Regions from separate parts of the Sus scrofa genome. Here all the other regions are linked to region 3. A link is a contact called in public Hi-C and HiChIP or PLAC-seq data. All regions are on one chromosome and are shown on one strand. Each heading gives the region's core, a stretch centred on a gene start, on an enhancer-like site or on the middle of the called end of the contact. The rest is flanking DNA. Distances are from core to core; before and after follow the strand shown.

Region 1 (4,895 bases), core at 2,390-4,889, 340 kb after region 3:
GACCTTTAAGAATTTATTAACACTTTAACTTTCATTCTTACCTGCTTTTATGGCAGCTGCCTCTCCCTCCTGTGCTCTGCCAAAGATGAAGTAGGTTATATGTCCATCTGTTCCTTGATAGACTTGTTACCTGTGAAATGTAGTTCACCTGATTCTTTTATAACCACAACTTATTGATGGCCTCAATAAAACTTATGATTTTGTCTATTACCCCAGTTTTTATCATTTTTAGACTGGAGTAATGTTCTTTCTTTCTCTCTCTTTTTTTGCTTTTTAGGGCCACACCTGTGGCATATGGAAGTTCCGAGGCTAGGGGTTGAATCGAAGCTGTAGCTGCGGGCCTACACAGCCACAGCAGCGAGGGCACAAAGCTGCATCTGCAACCTACACCACAGCTTGTGGCAGCGCCAGATCCTTGACCCACTGATCAAGGCTGGGGATTGAACCTGCAACCTCATGATTCCTAGTTGGATTCATTTCCTCTGTGCCACAATGGGAACTCCTCATTTGCTTTTGTTTTCAGTAATTTCACTAAGATATTCCTAGAGTAGGTTTTTTTCTTTTAATCTTTCATAGTGTTGACTGACCTCCTTTTTTTTTCTTTACCTATTTATTTTGTATGTAATTTCGAAAGGTTACACTCCATTTAGAGTTATTAGAAAATTTTGGCTATATTCTCTGTGTTGTACAGTATATCCTTGTAGCCTGTCTTACACCCAGTAGTTTGAGCTTTGTAGATCTTTAATTTTTCTTCAAATTTAGGAAATTTTTGGCTATTATTTCTTTAAATATTTTTTCTGCCCCTATTCTTTTTTCTAAGAGTCCAGTTACATGTATATTACACTGTTTGACAGTGTCCCATAGATCCTTGAGGCTCTGTACATTTCACCCTTTTCCTAAAAACCTCTTTAGGTTTACTAACTTTCTCTGTCATCACCAAACTGCTAAGAACAGCCAGTAAATTTTGTATTTCAGTTGTTTTTGGTTCCAGAATTCTCACTTGGTTCTTTCTTTTGATGGTTTCCATATTGAATAGGTTTCCTTGTCTGTTCACTGATTAAGACTGTTTTTCTTTTAACTTTTTTTTCTTTCTTCTTAGGGCCGTATCTGCAGCATATGGAAGTTCCCAAGCTAATGGTCAAATCGGAGCTGAAGCTGCTGTCCTATGCCACAGCCATAGTGATGCCAGATCTGAGCCACGTCTGACCTATGCCATAGCTTTGGGCAACGCTGGATCCTTAACCCACTGAGCAGGGCCAGGGATCAAACCCGCATCCTCTTGAGTACTAATTGGGTTCATTACTGCTGAGCCACAATGGGAACTCCTCTTTAACTTTTTTTTATTATTGTTTCTTTAGATTTTTGAACATATCTGTAATAGTTACTAAATCCAATACCTGGCCATCTCTGTATTAGTTTCTATTGACTGCTTTTTTCTCAACTGTGGATCATATTTTTTTTGTTATTTCTTTGCATGATTATGTAACAGATACTGTTACAGATCACAGTATGTAATAGTTACTGTAATAGATACTCTGTTTGTTTTACAGATTCTGGATTTTCATTATCTTCCTCTGAAGCATTTTTATTTTTGCTCTAGTAGGCAATTCAGTTATTGGCTGATCACCTTGAACTTGTGCAGACCTGGTTTTTATGCTTTGTGAAGGTGAATCTCTGAACAAAGTCCAAGGTGCTTCCTAAGCCCCTTCAATTTGAGAAAACTCAGTCTCCAAATTCTAGCCCATGTGCATGTTGTTAGTACTTGGTTTTAGGATTATCTCCAGTTGGCCTTCTCTTAATACAAAGGCCTCCTAAAGCATGGGTTTTCTGGGCTCTCAGCTGGATGCCTTTGTTGTTAATAAAGGGGATAATGAGGTCTCTCCACTCTGGCATGCCTAGACCTCCAACTGCAACAGTATCTGGCAAGTTCTTTTCCAAACTAAAGCCCACAGCAGTTGCTCTCTTGTAAGCCTCATGTAGTTTCATCCTGCTCATTTGCAGCAGAGCCCTGGGTCACTTACTCACAGGAAATCCCCACCTATACTTCCAACTGCTAACTCCTGCCCCTTGCACAGGTGCTCTGTCCCATAGATTTCATCTGCAACCTACCAGAACTCTAATCTCTGCCTTCTTGGCTTAGCAGTATAGCCATGCTACGCTGTGACTCTTGCACACTACATGTTTAGGAAATTGTCTCCTCAGAGACTGGAGTTCGCCTCATGAGTTTCTTGTCTATAGGCACATGGTCCTGTACTGCCTGTTATTCATTGCAGAGAGACAAGTACCTTGACTCTATCCAGGCAGGAAGGCTAGTCTAGTTCCAGTTACTCTACAGTAGTCAGAAGGGAAAGTTCCCGCTTCTACTTTTCTTCAAGTGAAAGGTGAAATGAATAGTTAAGCTTAGAAAATAGCTGCATAGGAGTTCCCCTTGTGGCTCAGTGGTAATGAACATGACTAAAATCCATGAGGATGCAGGTTCAATCCTTACCTTGCTCAGTGGGTTAAGGATCTGGCATTGCTGTGAGCTTCAATGTAGGTTGCAGACGCGGCTTAGATCTGGCATTGCTGTGACTATGGCATAGGCCAGCAGCTGCAGCTCTGATTCGACCCCTAGCCTGGGAACTTCCATATGCTGTAGGTGTGGCCCTAAAAAAGCAAAAACAAACAAACAAGCAAAAAAATAAATATCTGCATAAATATAGTCCTAAGATTGCAATATCTGATGTTTGAAATGAATAAAACTCTGCTTATTGAATTGTAAAGCCATAACATGGTGAAGACGGGAAGGTACAGCCTTAACAACAGTTTGATATGCTTGGGAAAACTGCTTTCTGGGCATATCATCTTATCCTCCCATCTTTTTGAGGAATCTCCCAAGGAAGTAAAGTGAAATCACAGAAAGCACTGAGCTTATGATTAAATAGAAACAGAAGCCTGGGAGTAGTTATGTACAAGTAAATAAAATGTACAAGTTATGTACAAGTAAATATTTAACATTGAAATTAAAACTTAACATTGAAAACTACATTCAGTGGTTTGTTTATAAAGTCTAAAATGCTCTAAATGCATATTTTGCTACCTCTATTTAGGTATTTCCTAGGATAAGTCTGTTTTCGCCAAGTGAAATACAAAACTGGACTTAACATACTACATAAGGAACTTGGACAAGACATTAGATGATTTATGTTAAATGGATTTTGTTGCATGGAGAGACCACGCACTCTTCTTTGGAGATACTTTAAGAGAGCAATTTATTTTTAAATTTAAGTGAATTATTATCCATAAAATAAGTCATACTTTTTATATTTACATTTGCTTTCTGCAGTGTTTTAAGGTATAAAAAAAATTGTGTGTGTGTATTAAATTGACTTAGAAATGAGAGAAGCTTGCTAATCAAGGATTTCTTGTATTAAATCTGTTTGTAAAGGACAAAATCACCCTAATTACTATTATTTTGTTTTTGTAAACTCAAGTTTGGGTCTCCTGGAAGCCCTTGATTTATATGAATTAGTTATGTTCTCAAAGTTTGTTGTTTAGGACTTAGAATGCATTTTTCCATAAATTGTATCTCATGATCTGACTCCTAAATTGGCCTATGAAACTTTCCTAATCCCTAGTGTGATCTAGATAACTCATAATAGCATCATGATTTCATCAGCTATCCAAGGAATAGTTATCGAATACTATTCCAGTTTCTGAACTAGGAGCTATATAGCAGAGGGTTATATAGCTCAAGAAGGTAATAGAAATTTTCTTCATTTCCTGTGTATAGGGCCAATCCATAGAAAAAGTTCTGAATAAAGTTTGTACCTGGATTTTTTTTTTCTTTTTTTCTTTTTAGGGCCACTGCCGAAGCATGTAGAAGTTCCCAGGCTAGGGGTCAAATTGCAGCTTTAGCTGCCAGCCACAGCCACAGCAACACCAGGTCCAGACATATCTGTGACCTATACCACAGCTCACGTTAACACCAGATCCCCAACTCACTGAGTGAGGCCAGGGATCAAATCCTCATGGATACTAGTCAGATTTGTTTCCGCAAGAGGAACTTTCTGTACCTGGAATTTTTATGTCTCCTTTTTTGTCACCTTCTTCCCACATGCCCTGTATCTAAAATTATCCTGTCACCTCAAGTTGCTCCAAGTTCAACCATTTCAGCACCTACCCAAGCCTATAAGTAGCTTATGCTAATTATATTTCCCTTCCTCTTCCCCAGATCAAAGTTTGTATTTGCTTATTATACTTAAGTTTGACAAAGTAATAGGAAGATAATTTTTTTAACAACGAAAAGTTACCTAAAATACAGCTTTGTCATGTAGTGTTGGTTTGTTTGTTATTGTCTTTTTTTTAAGCCCGCATTCACAGCATGTGGAAGTTCCCATATGGAAGTTCCAGACTAGGGGTCGAATCGGAGCTGTAGCTGCTGGGCCTACACCACAGCCACAGCAACATGGGATCCGAGCTTCATCTGAGACCTACACCACAGCTCACAGCGACGTCAGATCCTTAACCTTCTGAGTGAGGCCAGGGATTGAACCCAAGTCCCCATGGATCCTAGTCAGGTTTGTTACCACTGAGCCACATTGGGAACTCCGTTTTTTATTTTTTAAGAGACCACAATTACCCATTCTCTTTCTTTACCACATGGCTAGCCAAATAGGACTAGAAAGTAGGAATGAAGGTGATTTTATTTCAAAAAGATCACTTTTTAAATACTCTTAAAAATATATTAGGAAAGATGTAGAGTGATATCAACAAGCAATCGGATGCCCAGGCAGGACCCTCCTTTCCCCTACAAGCACACTGATTCAGTAACAGTTCACAGACAGATTTCTTTTGTGAGAGATCCAGAAACTAATTGAAAGGCTCCTACACCCTGGGCAAATGCAGAACCAGAC
Region 2 (4,579 bases), core at 579-3,078, 260 kb after region 3:
TTAGATTATTAGAGTGAAATATTCAAACATATTTTCACCAAAACTTACTATTTAAATCATACTGTAATGCTTATACTTATAAAATGCTTTTGTGTGTTGTGTTATAAAATGTAGTCAATACAGGTGGCTTTAACTATGGGTTAATTACTTCAACCCTTCCCTCAGATAAGCTGTGTTGTCATTAGACCATTTAAATGACTTGTATTCTGAGCTTTGTACTGTTAAGGTTTTAAAGTGCATCTCAAGACTAAACTTTATGATATGTTACATTTTAGGTCAGAAGACATGTCTTCATCTACATGGCATCTTTCCTTACCTCTATGTGCCATATGATGGTTATGGACAGCAGCCAGAAAGCTATCTTTCTCAGATGGCATTCAGTATCGACAGAGCACTTAATGTGGCTTTAGGCAAACCATCTTCCACTGCTCAGCACGTGTTCAAAGTGTCATTAGTATCAGGAATGTAAGTATATAATAACATCTTTTAAAATTCTGTGTTATCTGTATTTATGCTGCTCTCCTAGTTAAGAGAAAACATAACCAAATATACTTTGTTCATTTTTCTTTTACTTCTAATCTAAGGGCACTGGGGTGAATTTCTTACTATTTAAAAATTTTTTTGCAACAAAAGATAGATGGGTAACAGGGATTTTGGTTTTAACTTTTTCCACTTCTCTGCTTCTTAGAACTGTAGAAATTCATGTAATTCATTGGTCAGATATTTATTGAGAACCTTTTATGTGCCAGGCACTATTCTAGGTTCTTGGGATTGGTGAACAAAACTAAGATCCCTGTCCCCATGGAGGTTATAACATGAGATAATTTTATTTATTTATTGTGATAAATAAGTGCCGTAGAACAAAATATATAAAACAGGATAAGAAGGATCTGTAGCATGGGGTGGGGAAGTGGAGTGGTGGCAGTTTGTCATTGACAAGGTAAATTTGATGTTTGAGCTAAGACTTGAAGGTGAGGAAATGGGAACAAAATGGAGGCCAGATGACTGGAATGGAGGGGAAGGAGAGTGGACAAAATGAGGTTGGAGAGAAGTGAGAGGATAGAGATCTTATTGGCCAGTGGATCACCAAAGTCAGTTTTACGTAGTTTGACAGCCATGAGAATGCACCTCTCAGATCTCCAAATAACAAGGAGCATAATTGAACAATGGCCCCAGCTACCTCACTAAAATCTATCCATCTATCATCCCATATAAGCTGAAGCTGCTTTCCATAGGCTACTCCCAGTCAGTGACTAATAAACATGGCAAAGATGCTAAGGCAGACCTGTTTCTGGGAGACATTGAGGGCTCTTGGACAGCCTTTCTGAACTTTCATTAGAATCATACTGTACTAGAAGACACTTCCACCGATCTTCTCTCTGTCCCTCTCTCCCCACTTGGATCAGACCTGTATCTAAGTCTGGTAGTTGTCCCAGCCACTCCCAGATTCCTCCTTATATTCTCTCCAAGGAGTTTCCACTAATAAATTTCTTGCACATTTTGACATTTACTTCTTGAAGGACTCAGACTTAACACACTTGAGAACTTAGTTAAATATATTCTTTCATCCCACCCCAGACCTGATGACTCTAGTGGTGGGGCCCAGAAGTTTGTGTTTTAATAAGCCTTTCTGTCGATTCTGACACATACTCAAGTTTGAAAACCACTACAGTAAGCTATTCTAAGGACTTTAGCTTTTACTCTGAACTATTGCCTGCTTTTGAGCAGCCATGATGTAACTGAAACTTGAAAGGGTCACTTGAGCAACTATGAGAAGAATAAATCATGGGAGCATAAGATTAGTAGCAGGGAGGAGTTCCTTTGTGGCATAGCTGCTTACGGATCTGGTGTCATTTCTGCAGCAGCTTGGGTCGCCTGCTATGGCTGGATCCAATCTCTAGCCTGAGAATTTCCACCTGTCACAAGTGTGGCCAAAAAAAAAAAAAAAAAAAAAAAAAATAGTACAAGAAGGGAGAACATTAAGACTCTGTTTCATTAATTTGAGTGAGAAAATAAGGTGGCTTGAATGAGGACAGTAGCAGGAAGTGGTGAGAAGTAGTCAGCTCCTAGATCTGTTCTGAGTGTAGGATCACCAAGATTGCTATCTTTACTGGATGAGGTTTTAGAGAGGAGTCAAGGATGACTCCAGAATATTTAGTCCATGCAGGTGGAGCAGGCCGGCAGGAAAGATTTGAAGTTCATACTGGAACATATGAGTTGGATATATCTTTATGAAATCCATATTGAATCTGTCTGCTTCTTCCACCTTAATCCAGTTTTTCACCTGGACCACCACTTTATCGTTTTAATTGGATTTTCTTCTGTTCATGTCTCTCTCCAGAGCTGCACAAGTACTCTTCTTAAAATGTAAATTGGGTCCTGTTTAAAGTATTTAAAATCCTTGAGTGACTTCATATTGTTTATAAAATAAAACTTAAGCTTCTAACCATAGCCTATGTGATCTAATCCCTGCCTACCTCTGTAGCTTTGTTCACTGTGTTCCATCCAAAAGCACTGGTCTTTTTTCAATTCCTCTCATGTACTGAGCTCTTTCCTACCCTTGTACGTGCAGTTTCCTTTCTTTGAGTGCTCTACCCTTCCCCAATCCTTCACATCTTTCATATCTTCAGAGAAGTTTTCTCTCATTTCTCTTCTTAAAATAGGTTTTCATTTTTATTATTATTCTGTATCTTGGCCCATTCTTTGTTTCCTTTAGTGCTTACTGCAGTTTGCAGTTATTTTAATGTTTTGTTTGTTAATTTTTATGTGCTTATCCCACCAGCATGTACATTCTATGAGTAAAAAGAACATGTTTGTCTTGTCCATAATTATATCCCTAGCACTTCGTATGACATTGGGTCACTTAGTAGACATGGTTCAGAACTATTTGGTTGAATAAATGTATGAGGTGAAACAACCATCCTATGATAACAATAATTAGGTTAAAGATAATCATTAGCTAACTTTCATATACATATTCTTATTTCAAAGTTGAATCTCCAAAACAGCCTAGTGAAATGAATAGTCACCAATCTTCTGTATTTTTGATGGGCATTTGTTAAAAGCATAGCCATATTTTTAAGAATAGTTGAGTCACAAATCTAAACACTTAGAGGTAAAAGATGAGCTGTTCAGTCTAATTTATGGCTGCCATTCTCTTTTTTTCTCCTGTTCTAATATTTTTGTTTGTTTTTTTCCTTATCTAGCTCTTCTTTTCCATTACCATGAATTCTAGCTTCTGTGATTCCTTTACTTCTTCAATATTCCCTACTTCTTTAAGGTAGACCTGGTTGCATCTAGCTACCAGGTTAAAATTTGTACAAGATTTAATTCCAGCCTTCTTAGACAGTACATTATTCTTGAAGCTGGGATAAGGAGACCCCAGCCTTAAAAAACTTGTTTCAGGGATTCCCTGCCACTTAACTACCATGATTCTAGAAACTATTCTGTAAGATTCTTAATCTAAATTAATTGAGTTTTTGCTATCTCTGCTCATTTTTTCCTCATTGTTATATTAAAAAGCTAACTGATTATCAGATACAATTTTTTAAGTATAAACACATCTACTCTCCAACTCTGTGCTCCATCTACTGTATTTCTCCCAAGAGTCTCCTTGTTGAGGAATTTTTTTTGACAAAATCAGCTAAAGCCAATATCAGAAGTGAGGATTGCAGGTTAAATTATACAGAGAAGAAGCAGAAAACTGAATTTATAGAATTTCTTGGCTAGAAGAAGCAAAAAATGAATTTATAGAATTTCCAGACTATATTTTGGGGCAATAGGTATGAAAGCAGAATCCTATATTTAAAAAGAATTTTGGAGATTTAAGAGTCTTGTATTCAGTTTTTGAAATTTATGAGATTCTAGTTGTAAAAACCTAAAGATTGTCAGCAAAACTAAAACAAAGCCAAGATAACATGGACCACACCAGTTTAGATTTAATTCTTTCTTTCCCATTTACCTAGCTAAGGGTAACCCCAGTCTTTAGTCAAGAGAGCTATATTTGTATATATGCAAAATACTGTAGCAGGAGAAATAAAGAGTTGAGTTTTGCCAGTGAGAGAGAATGAGATTATTCATGTAATGTGTCTTTCACTCCTTCCTTCATGGCAACAAAAAACAGGGTGAACAGCATCAAACTAGACAGGAAGTGGTAAGTGTTTAAAAAAAAAAACAAAAAAAATGCAAAGAAAGATAAAGGGGAGAGGATATGGAGTGATGGTTAGAGCAGACCTCAGGAGGTGAGTTTGAGCAGAGACCTGGATGGAGATAGAAAGTATGCCATGCAAAGGTGCCCAGCAGAACCTTCCAGGCAGAGGGAATGTCATGTTACTTGAAAGTGGGTAAGTTAGAGGGGGCTGAAGTTTTATAATGACTGGAGGAAAAAGGAAGAGTGGGTCTGAGATAAGATTGGAGTGAGTAAAGGATGAAATAAAGAATCTTCTCAACCTTTTTTTTTTTTTTTTTAATAGAAATTGCCATACAGATTTTAATAGAAATCTGCCTTACAGGTCAGATAGTTTTGACCTAAAGGCTTGAAATAGCTTATCCTTTTTTAAAAAAGTTGTTTAAGTATACC
Region 3 (4,458 bases), core at 272-2,771:
AAACCCTGTAACCTCAGCCAAGGGTGCTTTGTCCTCTGCCCCATCCACAGTCCCCAGGCTTCTCCTCACAGTGTTCTCTCCAGAAGGAATCCTGCCTGTAATGCCCTGGAGTCACGTTGTCACCTCCCCTTACAAGGTTTCTCTTGGCCAGTGTGCTGGTGAAGGAGGAGGGAGGGCAGCCAGGGAGTCCTGCCTTCTGCAGCTCTTCCCTCTCAGCTGGGCTGGGCGCTTCCATGGCCTTCCTAGGGGGCACCCTCCCTCCCTTTCCCTTTCCCCTTTTCTGGGACAAAGGAGCTCTTCAAGAACTGGTACTGTCAGCTTTAAATAAGCCACGTACGTGTGTTATGGTACCTGAGTGGCCATCATTTCTGTATTTATCAATACCGTGGGCTTAATAAAAACAGCTGTCCTGAGGCGATCTGCTTAAGATGAGGAAAGAGAAACAAAACTAGTCATTTTTGTGCCTTCTCAAAGTCATGCCTTCGTTTTCAGCAATTCTCTTTGAGCAGCATCTATCTGCCCAAAATCTGGACTTTGATCTCATAACCGCAGCCTAACTTGAAGCGTCCCAGTTGTTGCCCAGTCAGATAACGGGAGCACATGAGGATCTGATAGCATGCTCATGCTGAGCAAGCACCATTAACTTGCTCCCCTTCCTTCCTCCCTCAGCACTCAGCACTCGCACAGCACCGCTCAGCACACAAGTAAACATGAGGGCTTTTTGTAGGGTTTATGCAGAGAAGCCAGGGGGAGCCTCTGACGGAAAGCCTCATGCACAATAGGGTATAATTTCCTTTCAGCGGAAAGCTCGCTTTGCAAAAGCTGGATATCTGAGAACATGAACATCCCTCCCATTGTCAAAATGCTTAATTATTCACCTGGCACGCAAATCCAGGTTCTCGCAACCCCTCATTCCAATCCAGATGCAGACCTGAACGGGTACCAGCAAAAATCCCTAATGGTGCAGAGGTGGCCCCTCAGAGATCCATATTAAGGAGCTGCACAAACCGAGAGCCATGAAGCCCAACACCTTCCGTTCATAGAAGACTTCTTTTCTGACAGCAGAAAACACGGTGGATGTTGAGGTGTTTTGTTGGCAAAAGAAGACACCGAGGCCAGCGGAAGTCAAGGCACCTACTGAGAGGCACAGACTCAGAAGTGATGAAGGGGCCAATGCAAATGAATTGTTTTCTCCCTTGGAGAGTCTGCAAGAAAATCAAGGAGGTTCCCCTGAGTTCATATGTAGCTCAAGAAGAGGAATAGGAAAGTGCAAAAAAAAAAAAAAAAAAAAAAAAAGAGGGAGGGAAAAAAAGAAAGAAGGGGAAGAAGACACACATGTGAAAGTAGGCGTTGCTGGCAACCATACCTAGGAAGGGTTGGAAAGTGAGAGTGGAAACCTGACCTCAATTCAGAAACCAAGAGGAAGCCAGCAAAATGATTTGGAAAGGATAATCGGGTCATAATGGCAGGAAGTGAATACGGTCCACTTGGCAGGAGAATCTCAGCTGCAGGGTTTGGGGCAGACCGGCTAGAAATGGTGCTGCCAGCAACCACGTGGGAAAGCCTGACTGCAGGGTGACAGGAAGATCCCGGGAAGAGGAATTTGAGATCGAACCCCAGCACAGCAGATGACGCAGGTTTTCTGTGAACTGATACCACTGGACTGTGTCCTAGGAGAGTGACCCATGGAAAGGCCCCGTTTTCCTGACCCACCCCAGCGAGAGAGCAAGAGGGTCAGCAGCCACGGCAGTGGGGACAGAGGAGGACAGGGCTGGCCTGAAAACAGCTAGCGAGTCTCCTCTCTGGCCGCCAAGCCCTGCGCCTTTTCTCTGATGGGGAGGTTGGGAACCAGGCAACGTGCCCTGGGAAGCTTTGTGACCATGACTCTTCCCACGGTCAGATGCCACTGGCGGATAGAGGCCATCCTCCTGTTGCAAAACGGTCTCTGTTGCCACTGCCACTAGGAACCATCGTTGGCAGAGTTTCCCTGAAACCTGTCCCTACACCATATTTTAAAGTTTCTGTCTTTTCTGTTTCTCTCCTGGCATTCTCTCCACTGAAGGAGAGGAAAAAAAAGGAAGCGCGTTCCCAGGCACACCCCTGCCTGGAGGGGTGAGAGGAGGAGCAGGAAGAGGGTGCAGGCAGAAAGGAGGTGGAGAGCAGATGCATCCAGGGAGCTGACAGCCCCCCACCCCCCAGCAGGACTGAGTCCAGCTCCGCCCCTGGTCACAACTGCCCCGGGAGCAGGCTGCCTCGGGAGACGCTACATGTTGATGGTCAAGTTACTGCACCAGCTGCAGCCAAGGCTCAGGCAGAGCTCTGGAAAGATGGGCTTGACCCAAGCAGCCAATTAAACTTTCCACTGGTGGAGACTGAATCAAGAGTTTTAAAATAATACGTGAAATCTTTCCAGTTGAGCAGTTCGTTTTGTCATAACACGAAACAGTTATTGACAGAAGCACCACAGAGCAAGAGGAGAATGACTCAGGAAACTCCGGGGTGTCGTTTTGGACGGTCCCTGGGCCAGAAGAGAGCATTAAAAGGCATGGGGTGGGGGGTGCAGGTTATAAGTACCTGTCAGACCTGAGGGTCAGATCTTCCCTTCGATCCTCGCAGGGCGGGGGATAAGGGGATTTCTGCAGGTTTGGGCTGTGTGGTTCTGAGATATTATGAAACCAAGGGCTGTGCTGAAATACAACGCAAATGCTTTGGACAGTGCCAGTCCTGAGACATGCTTATGCTCTCTTCCTAACCTTTCCGGGCCGCTGGAATGTGGTGGCTGCTGTCCCTTGTGCCACGGCTGCCCAGCCACAGCCCTTGGGACTGAATGTGCTTCAGAGTCAGAATTTTTTCTTTTAAGGAAGCCCATACAGAATTTTTTTTTAAGGATGTCCATTTCTTTAAGGAAATGAAAAAAAAAAAATAGACCATAATTTATATAACACCCTAGGAGAGTCTGGGACTGCACTCTGTTCAAACACATTCTTACTTCTGCAACGATACGTATGAAGAAATAAAAACAGTCAACAGCCTCATACCCGGTCAAATTTTATGGCCAAATGAGATGAGTTCCCAGAACTTTTGGTTTGCAGAGGTTGTTGGATTGGGGAATTGCAGATAAGGAAATGCTCATCCCTGCCCCTATTTGTCCAGAGCGCTGTGGGATGCTCTCCTGGCAGCCCTCCCTTCTCCCCTTGCTTCTGGATCGCTGCCCCATCTGGTTGTCATTTGAGTTTTCAGTAGTTGGAGGAGGGTGTAAGGCAGTTAGCCACAGAGCTGACCAAACATCCAACTGAAGAGAACCCCCGGTAAAGTCAGGGAGGGCACAGAGGCGGGGGACCCAGACTCACTCACCGAACCTCTCACTAAAATAAGGGTCACTCTGAAATGTGAGCAAGGTTATATTAGGATAATTACATTGAAAGCCTTCCTCAGCCCAGCAGGAATAATCCATGGACTTTATCCCCTCCAGGAAGTATGGTGGCAGAGAATAAGAAAGCATCCTAAAAAGGTTTTGGATAAGCATGTGGCTGACAGCCCCAGGAGCCCAGATAAACCCAGCTCCAAAAGCAGCAACAGAACAAAGAGAGATGGCAACAGATCCCAAAGTCTGAGTGTCCCCTACCCATGGGACAGGGTTGTGATCTGAGCCCAGCTGCTGTGGCCAGTCCTGCAGGGTTCTAGCCAGTGGGTGGCCACTATCATCCAGAATTAAAGAGGCTGCCACATGCCTGCGCTGTGTCCTGCTGATTATATTCCTGAGAGCAAGGGGGAAAAAACCTGGGTTTCTGAATGGTTGGGACTCAGGTTCCTGATTTTATAAATTAACTGGGTCAGAAGTTGGAGAGGATTCTAGAGGGTAGACTCAGTCAGGGCCAGGGAGCAGCCGAAACAGACAAGGGCTTGGCAGGTGATGGCAGAACAAGACATGGCCCCCCAAATGGAAGGGAAACCAGAAAAGAGCGCCTGACAGTGATTGGGGAAAGGGCCAGGGCCTCCGGCTCCCCCTGAGCATGGTATTTCCTGTTCTGTCAAGAAGGCCAGCGTGCAGAGAGGCTGCACCTCTCAGGGGTTAGCAGTCTCCCAGAATGTCTCCTGGTAGCTCCATGCAGCCTGAGGTTTCAGCATCGGACAGCCCCCCACCCCACCCCACCCCCCAGAGGTCACAAAGGTCTCCAATGACAGATGGCCTGTCCAAGGTCATCTGTAAACACAGACACCCTGTCTCCCCATCAGAGTCAGCAAACCTCGGGGCACTTGGGGGTCGAGGGGCTGGACGGTGCCTAGCATGGTCACGTGATGTCAGATTGTGGCTGGTGGGGCGCCAGAGCTTCCCCAGGCGCGAGGACAGCCAATTGAGGAAGTTCATCAATAGAGCTTATAAACAAAGGACAGTTTCCTTTTCATTCCATGGATTTTTTTTTTTGTCTTCATATATATATATATATATTTTGTCAG

What was found. Hi-C and Micro-C count contacts between places; a contact is called where the count stands out from the background. HiChIP or PLAC-seq counts read pairs in DNA pulled down with a chosen protein or histone mark.
Region 1: a contact with region 3 is called in an H3K27ac HiChIP or PLAC-seq map of skeletal muscle. The contact joins two enhancer-like sites. A contact is called at or near these places in 3 of 47 Hi-C or Micro-C datasets (psoas muscle and skeletal muscle) and 1 of 2 datasets of contacts at active chromatin or transcription factors (skeletal muscle).
Region 2: a Hi-C map of skeletal muscle shows a contact between it and region 3, with 7 times the contacts expected there. The contact joins two enhancer-like sites. A contact is called at or near these places in 1 of 47 Hi-C or Micro-C datasets (skeletal muscle) and 1 of 2 datasets of contacts at active chromatin or transcription factors (skeletal muscle).

What each region holds. Positions count from the first base shown.
Region 1 is chr1:77,247,220-77,252,114 of Sscrofa11.1, reverse strand. The region is part of intron 22 of REV3L (DNA polymerase zeta catalytic subunit); the gene reads left to right. Among named protein-coding and RNA genes, the nearest start is that of MFSD4B, 90 kb to the right of the region's middle. Within about 2 kb of position 3,639, at least 3 of the 83 cell types and tissues checked have an H3K27ac peak or open chromatin away from gene starts, as enhancers often do. A contact at or near this core is called in skeletal muscle, where this site is marked.
Region 2 is chr1:77,330,615-77,335,193 of Sscrofa11.1, reverse strand. It overlaps REV3L (DNA polymerase zeta catalytic subunit), which reads left to right. Exons shown (of 33, transcript XM_021091241.1): 3 at 276-465. The coding sequence starts at 371. Among named protein-coding and RNA genes, the nearest start is that of REV3L, 68 kb to the left of the region's middle. Within about 2 kb of position 1,828, at least 5 of the 83 cell types and tissues checked have an H3K27ac peak or open chromatin away from gene starts, as enhancers often do. A contact at or near this core is called in skeletal muscle, where this site is marked.
Region 3 is chr1:77,586,789-77,591,246 of Sscrofa11.1, reverse strand. The region is part of intron 10 of FYN (FYN proto-oncogene, Src family tyrosine kinase); the gene reads left to right. Among named protein-coding and RNA genes, the nearest start is that of TRAF3IP2, 48 kb to the right of the region's middle. Within about 2 kb of position 1,521, at least 26 of the 83 cell types and tissues checked have an H3K27ac peak or open chromatin away from gene starts, as enhancers often do. A contact at or near this core is called in skeletal muscle, where this site is marked.